2 separate regions of the Oryzias latipes genome follow, and region 1 is linked to region 2. The links are chromatin contacts, called in public Hi-C maps. All regions are on one chromosome and are shown on one strand. The core of a region is the stretch at or near the end of the contact, and the rest is flanking DNA. Distances in the headings are between cores, read along the strand shown. Region 1 holds the start of LOC101171690 (E3 ubiquitin-protein ligase znrf2). Region 2 holds the start of LOC101170047 (pituitary tumor-transforming gene 1 protein-interacting protein).

What was found. A called contact is a pair of places that touch in the nucleus more often than the background predicts.
Region 1: a contact with region 2 is called in a Hi-C map of embryo, with 2.6 times the contacts expected there. The contact joins the promoter of LOC101171690 here to the promoter of LOC101170047 in region 2. A contact is called at or near these places in 2 of 5 Hi-C or Micro-C datasets (embryo and gastrula embryo).

The regions. Positions count from the first base shown.
Region 1 is chr16:8,831,388-8,835,752 of ASM223467v1, reverse strand. LOC101171690 (E3 ubiquitin-protein ligase znrf2) reads right to left here and starts at 1,294. Exons shown (of 5, transcript XM_023964184.1): 1 at 398-1,294. The coding sequence starts at 800.
Region 2 is chr16:8,564,036-8,568,121 of ASM223467v1, reverse strand. LOC101170047 (pituitary tumor-transforming gene 1 protein-interacting protein) reads right to left here and starts at 1,289. Exons shown (of 7, transcript XM_023964323.1): 1 at 1,077-1,289; 2 at 796-842; 3 at 53-161. The coding sequence starts at 1,176.

The sequences.
Region 1 (4,365 bases), core at 45-2,544, 270 kb before region 2:
ATTTTTTTTTACAAAAAAGGTTATAGGATATGAAATAAAGTGATGGAATCAGATCCAACTTTGTTTTCATCTGTGCAGGACTGTCAGTTTGGTTTAGGGTTTATATTTTCCTGTTTCTCTTTAGCTTTGATTAAATAATCTCTGCTCACATCCACACCACTCACTGTGTTTGGACAAATAATGTTGATTGGAGTCCTGACCTCATCTCCAAGAGGGAAGATGCATTGGTAAACTTGGCAATGTGACACAAAAAAAGAGAGAAGAAAGTTGTTTGTCTTTAAAAAAAAAATCTATTGATTTTATAAACCAATGACTCCTAAGAAGACCTCGCTCGGATGGCCGGATGTTCGCCTCGTGCTGTCACTGTGGGGTCACCGGATCGGTTCGGCTCTCTTACCTCCGAACAGACGGGGCGAGAGGTGTGCTGGTAGGGATCCAATCAGCAGCGGAGGACCGGCCCCATCCGAGCGCTCCCCGCCCGCCGCCTCCTCCGGGCTGCTGCCGCCGGACTCCGGTGAGCTGGGGGCTCCGCCGCTGTTTGGGATATTGATGCCGGACTGGGGTCTCAAATCGACAAACCCCCCCAAAGTCCGGACAGTGGCTCCGTGAGGCTGGCTAGTGCTGGACCCAGCACCGGAAGCCCTGGGCGCGTGGTACCGCACACCCACGGCGGGGTTGCGCCCAGCGGTGCTGCTGCTGCTGGTCCCGGACGTGGAGGAGGGCAGGTCCGAGCCAGAGTAGGCTCTGGTCCGTCCGTTAGCAGCTGGGTTGGCAGTGGGACTGCTCTGCTTTGCCCCCATGCTTTGCCTCCCTGCTGACTCGCTTATGAAATGACTGCGGGACGGTCACGGAGCGCCAGACTTCCGCCCGAGGCAGCTGGTATGTTCGCCGGGGCAGGCGTCCGTCCGTGAGGCTAAACAAACTCTTCGCTATGATCCCATCCAGATTAGCACGTAGCCTTTCGGTGAAAAGTTAAAAAGGTCAGCCGTGACAAGAGCCGCAGACGTGGGAAGTTCAGACGCGGACAGCGTGGGGCTCTGAGCTCGGCTGTCGTGGTCGTGATGCGGGTATCCTGCGTGTCCTCCTCGGATGAGCCGCCGCGGCGGACCCGCTGCCCTTCGGCCGCTGGCGTCTCTGTCCCCGGTCCGCCATGGCTCCGCCTGGCCAGGCCCGGCGCAGTCTCTGTCCCTGTCGGTTTAAAAGAGGGAAGTAAGGCAGCGAGTCTAGATCCAAACTGTTTACCGCGTGAGGCTGAACACCCAGGAGCGCGTGCTACTGATAGGGACTTCCGCTTTGAGCCTTCAAAATAAAATCGCGCCTGTGAACAAAAACCGCTTAACAGCTTTGTGGCCTGAAAACTCGATTTCATTAACCTCAGTGGGTTGTAGCACCTTAGTTAAACTTACTAAATAACTTTTATTTAATTTTCATCTATTTCATTCATTCATTCATCTTCTGAACCAGTTTTATCCCTTTCGGGATCATGGCCACGGGGCTGCTGGAGCCTATCCCGGTCACTCGTGGGCGAAGGCAGGGGACATCAGGTCGTCAGTCTGTCGCAGGGTCACAAATCACACACCCATACACACTCACATTCACACCAGTAACTTTATTGAATATAGATGATTTATTAAAATAGCTTACCGAGCTTTTGCTTATTTACTTTGTAAAGCATACGTCCTGCTATGGCTCACAATAGATCCACAGCTTTCTGCTTTTAACATGTACTCAAGTTTCCTTGTTTACTATGATAACACTGAGTGTATAGAGACATTTGGACGTTTCTATCATTTTAATTCATTATTGAAAATATTTTTTTCTGTTTCAAATGTTTCATTCAATACTGTTTCTTAATATTCAAGTTGTTTTTTCTTCTTTTTGTTTTACCAGTTAGCCCACCCCTTTATTCTTGCTTGAGTCATCAAGAATATTCTTTTTTACTTGAGTAACATTATTCTAAAATTGTTTTACTAAACTGCAACTTTTGGCACCTTAACCCACCTAAGATTTATGTAGAGAAAAGCTCCAGCGCCACCAAAGTGAACAATATCCTTTGTCATATTAGCAGAGATGAAGAAGTTAACATTTTTGCAACTCTATGGATTTGCTCACAGCTGTCAGTCCATACCAAACTGCACTACTACTACTTTGGCATGGGGAGGAGGGGCAATGTTTCCCCAAAAGCCGGGACTGTCCTCCCAAATGTGACGCCATGCAAACGGTCCAAATTTAAAAAATGAGAGTTCTTCTCAACCATTTTGGACATAGCCATTGTAGAGATGAAGACAAGAGTTTCCAAAGGAATCTCGACCTCATGAAAGCAGTTATTTGTTTTCAACTTCAATCTCCCTCTTTTCTGGATGTTTCCATTTTAATTCATCTGCAGAAAAAGGTAGGAAGTGACAGTGACAACATTTCGAACAAGATTCTTGTCACAAAAATAATGTTGGAAAAAGATTTCAAATGGACTCATGCTGACGGCAATGTAGAGTTTGTGTCATGATCAGAACACGAGACGGACCCAGATGCTGAAACCCTGAAGGTAAGTGGTTGGTAAGTAGAAAGTTTATTTTCTTTGCTGGTCCAAGCAGTGTTGTGGGTAGGCGTGGCTGGAGCTCTTGGTGAGTGGCGTTGCTGGAGCTCTTGAGGAGCATGGAAGCCGAGGCTCTTGAAGGTGGGAGGCATCAGCGTGAGTGGAATGAAGCTGCTGCTCGAGGTGGTGTCAGACTCAGGTGACTCTCGTGGCATGAGATAAACCTGAGGCACAGAAGAAAAGGCAAGGTTAGCGAGGTACGAGGCAAGGGGAGCCAGATGTAGAGCTTAGCGAGACTAGGCACCATCAGGGTTAACGAACTGGCGAAGAATGCTGGACCTGGGTCTCCTTATGTAGAGCAGGTGGCTGATGAGATGAGTAGTCACAGCTGGTGAGTCTGGAGCAGAGCTGGGAGGGGGAGGTGTCTGACAGAGGCACCATGACAGTTTGTAGACCTTGCCACTATTGGCAGATATTTACATGGGTATAAGAATGCCTTCTTCAGGTCCATTGTATGTTTGTGACCTCCAATATGATTGGTGTGTCATCTGGATTATGTCATGTGAAAGCTCTTACTCTACTCTGTCTCGAGTTCTTACCCCCTTCCGCTACACCATGCAACATGAAAGAAAACAGATTAAGGTATTTTAGCTCATCAGAAGGCCATAACAAGAAGCCTGGATTTGGATCTATTTGTTAGGACTTTTGCACAAAAAACAGACGACTAATGCTGTAATGACTGATAAAAGCCATGCTAATGTCCATTCAAACTGACACACTTGGGGGGACTTCCCCAACACACTTACCCGCTGACATGCCAAAGTCCTGTTGTTCATCAGCAACTTAAATGTCCAGTCCTTGAAGCTCTGTGTGTTACTCAGAAGTCACAGTCTCTTTCTGAACTTTTGGGTCGCAGTTGATCACTGTGTCATCTGAAAACCTTGTCCATCTCACATTCTCTGACCCAAACGATACATGATCTTTTTGTTGTGTGATCACCCTAAAAATCCACTTGAGAGCTAGTACAGAGGAGTCACTAAAGTACACAGGTTGATCATGATAGAGCCTTTGCTGGTATTGTATTTCCCTCACGGCCTCTGTGATATTAGGCTTGATAAAATGCAATCGAGTTTGACCATGTCGATCAGAAAGAGGTCAGCTGGTGGAACGCAATATTGCAGGGGAAAACATGGATAGCTCGTCCTCCAAATCAAGGCCTAAGTTCCAGAACTTCTTCAACCCTTCTTTCAGTGTGCAATTCTCTCTGTGCCAACCTAATTGTGGATGGATGATTTGGAGCACTGGTGGAATGTTGTATTCCATTTTTTGTGATGAAGGTTTGGAACTCTTGACATGACGGTTGTGGCATTATCAGACACAATGTATTCAGGGAGAGCATTTGCTGCAAACAGTCTCCTCTTTCTTGTGATGGTGGCTTGAGAGTTTTTTTCTGTCATTCTGAAGATTTCCATCCATTTGGAATGTACATCAACTAAAATTAGAAAACAATTGTTCATGAATGGTCCAGCAAAGTCCATGTGAAGATGCTTCCAGCACTCTCCTGGAAACTGCCATTGAAATAGTGGTGACTGTGACAACATCCTTTGTTTCACCTGACAGATCTCACTCTTTCTGCAGACCTTCTCAACATCATTGTCCAACTTAGGCCACCAAACATGCTTGCATGCCAGTGCCTACATTCTGACCATCCCTGGATGTCCTTGGTGTAACTCTTAACACCGGGTTTCTCCGTTTGGTTAGCACAATGACACTAGTCACCAACAAAACACAGCTCTGCTCTGTTGAAAGTAGAATGTTTTCAGGTTTTCCTC
Region 2 (4,086 bases), core at 40-2,539:
TGGTTTCAGTTCTGCTGCAGAAGAAGGAATAACAGCGAGGCGGATAACTCACACCAGCACACGCCCCAGCGCGCCTCGGCCAGCGGGCAGAGCGAAGGTGGCGGCAGCAACCAGGTGACGGGGTAGTCGCTGCAGTTCTTGGTAGTGATGCACCACAGACACTGTAGACACAAAGGACACAACAGCTGCCTGAATGCTGTGGTCTCAACGGGATCTGAACCTGCAACCTCTTCATGGTTGAGGTCATATGTGGGGAAGAGCAATACAAACGTGACTATTATGGGATATGAAGGAAGATTGCCTAATGTTTTCTACAAATCTTTTGTAATATCTTTGCAAAGTCAGACTAGAATTTGTTTTAATAACTTTTCCTCCAAAATGCTCAGAAGCTACAAAAATATCTATTTTTAGATATATTTTGAACAGGCAGAGAAATCAGACACATTCATGGTTTTGAGCACGTCATCTGGTACCGTGACCGTACTCCTGTTCCTTCTGGGTTTGAGCTCATCCAGCCGCTTTCTGACTCCAGGTGACCGCCTAAATTCTGTTCAAAACTTACTTGGAACATAAACAACCTATATAATCAAATGCTTCTCTACTTATGTGATGTCACTGCTGTTGATTTTTTTTCTTCATTTTTCTATAAAAACAAGAAATCAGAAGAAGAGAAACCAGCCCTGAATGTTTGGACTACAACAGGGGGGGCGGGGTCTGGCCCCGGAGCGCATGTTAGGGCTTACCAGCAGCAGAGGAGCATGCTGGGAAAAGCTGGAGCGCCACACCTGTGCTTACCTTTGCATGCGGGACGCAGCTGTCGCAGCTTTTGAAGGTTGAGCAGGCTGAAAGAGAAAAACATGGTGGACAGAGTGAAAAGAAGAACCTAAAAGTCCTGCTGAGATCAAATACAGCAAAAGTTCACAGAGGGTCAGAGGGGGAGGGGCCCGCAGATATGACGTACTTCAAAAACAGCGCCGTGACTTCCCCATCACAGCAGAATTGAACACAAACGAAGCCAACCAAAACAGCTTTTGGGGGAAAAGACCGAGCCGACAGTTACAGAACCCCGAACTTACGGACTGGCGGCGTCGGTGTTGGCTGACATTCTCCCACGCTAACGAGCGCGACGGCGAGCACGAGCGCTGCGGTGACACGCGCACAGGCCTGTCCTGACATCCTGAAGGCAGAGGAGGAAAGTAAAATCAAGAAAACTACCTAGGGGCTCATGAACAACAACCTCCGCTGTTTCTGTTGAGCTCTGACGCTAATGACGTCACGTCCTGGATGGGCAGGGCAAACGCGTTACCCGTCTATGAACATCCCGTGCGGGCGGAGTCAGACATGCGCGCACAGCTACACCTTTTTACGAAAAAAAAATAAAAAACGTCAAAGAAAAAAAATACTTTCAATTTTAACAATTTTCTCTCAAGAAAACTGCTGAAAAAGCCGGATGATAATTGAATTAAAACCAAAAACATGATTGACAACTTATAATACAAATTTGAAAACAAAAACTGTAATGGGAGCTGCAGCTGGATGCAGACAAGCATATGAGCAGGGGTCAAAAGGACAAGGTCAAAACAAAAGATAGTACCAAATCTACCTTATTTTTACTTTTGTTTTCCAAAAGTTTTTTGGGGGGCGGGGGTTCTGGAAATTTTCATTTTGATTTGGGAGGACCGCTCTGGCCCTGGCGTTTAGTGAGCCTGCCATGGTGCTTTAGAAATGTCATACCCCTTGAGACCTGATCCCTTTTTTAGTTCTCTTTTCATTGCCCCAGTTAAGCAGATTTAACTACCCAAATGTGGTGTCCATGCATGTGGACGCCAGGTCTGAAGTGGTTAAAATAAAGAATTCCATATTCTATATAAAAAGAAACAAATACATGGTTTAATTGATGTGAGCTAGTCATGAATGCTCATCATCATATTTATGCTACAACAACGGTTTCAAAGAATGTCATAATTTATGTCTCAGAACTTTTTAATGGAGATGTGAATCCCATCTGATCAAAAATGTTTATTAGTTATGAAGATACTAAAGCTGAAGTCACAAAACGTTTTCCACATGACTAATTATCACCTGTTATTATTACAACTGTTCTTGCTTGATTGTTAAAGCTACTTTACAGATGTGCTCCCATTAAGGGTTAAATCCTAAAATAAGGTTAATAAAATAAAAATAGGAAAAAAACTTGATCCATTTATTTATCAAATGTGTTCTTTTTAAAATATGTCTATGAAGACTCTCATTCATCCAAGTTGGATCCATTGTAGTAGGTTTAGGGGCTGTCATCTGGACTTGGTTTTAAAGTTAGAAGACGTTTCACCTTTTCACTTTTTTAAAAATATGTTACTAAGGTATCGGATTGGGACTTGGTATCGGTAAATACTCAAAATCACATCACTTGGAATCAGATCAGGCCAAAAGAAAACTTATCAGGAAATCCTTAGCTGTGGAGAAAAAAAAAAAGAAAAGGCCAGAAGACCGCACTAACAAAATATGACCAGCAGAGGGAGACAGAGGAGAAGGGCCCTGTCAAGAAATGACACTCTCTTCTTAGCTCGCAAAAATGTTTCAATGCGTTTCCTTTGCTGATCCTTCTAATGTCATCGTGATCAGCAGACATCTCATTCAACAGAATGTGGAAAAGCTGGTGTTGTAAACTGGAGGTGCAACAAATACTGTTTATGACTGCATGCTGTTAACTCACCGCTAAATTTGCCTCACGAAAGGCTATGATGGACGAACCATGTAGTCATTTGATCTGTGGGCCACTGCTGGCATCGTCGTGGCAAGAATGTGATCCTTGCCGACCACGGAGGACGCACCATCTGTAACCAGCATGTTAGAGCGTGCCAAATCCAAACTGCTCTCTTCAAAGAATGCTGCAATTTTGGCAAATTAAATGTTCAATGGTGTTCTGCCCCTTCAGGGCAATTAGTCCAAGTAGATCATTGTGGAAACGTTCTCTATCAGAAAATCGCACATAAAGACAGAGCTGTGTAACATCACTGCTGTCTGACGACTTATCCACTGCCAACGACATCACCTCTGCCTTCCTGTCGAAAATCATCTCAAAAACGCCTTTTCTTTTTCCCCATATCCATGCCACTCGTAGCAATGCTGCTGTGGCTCTCTCCTGCTCCGTACAAACCCAGAACAATATCCTCCATCTTTGCTCACGACAAGATGTAAGACCCACAATCTTCTTCCTCCTAGCGGCAGAGCCTGTTGGAAAAGTAGCGTTGAGGTTAGCATGCGTGGCGTTGAAAGGTCTCCTCAAATTCTACATGGCCACACGGCACACAGGATTCACACCGAAAATGTGCATTTCTCCTTCCATTTCTTGCTGAACTGCATGTTCTCTAACTCAGAGGTAGGGACAGACATTTTGCTGATGATGTCACCACCTGCGCTGCACCTGTCGGTTTGGGAAAGACGGAAATGGCTTTGATTGTGCATTTTAGTTTATAAATGAGCTGTGCCACAAACAGTGTAAACATGAAATTCGCCCAAACGCAAACACATTAAGAACCAAACTGAACAAAAGTGTCTCCAGTGAATCTGCAAACTTCCAGCTATGTCATTTACACTGATACAACATATAAAAATGGTTTTCAGTTTTTGTGACAACAAGGAAAGGCTGTCATATTTTTTTTCCGCCGTGGAGAGTAAAATGTAATTTGTTTTATTTTTAACTACGCTGAATCTCACTCCAGGGCTTTTTGGGGTGGTTATGGTGTGCACTGGGGGCCTGACCCAGCCCGGGAGCTGCCAATGAAATAGCCTGGGTCTACGTATAGCGGTCTGCGACTTTGCTTTTCCTTATTAGCCACCTGTGCGCCCCGTCCAGGTGGCTCGCAGGTGGCTGTCTGCCAGGTGGCTGTCTGCCAGGTGGCTGTCTGCCAGGTGGCTGTCTGCATCTACCAGGTGTATCCTCCTGCAAACCCCCCAAAAAAACAACATTTGGACTTTCCTGACATTGGGTCAGGTGGAGAAGAAAACAGAATCTCACAAGTAGAGAAAAAGCACAATAAAGAACAGGTACACATGATAGGTTACAGCACTGTACAGCATGGCTAT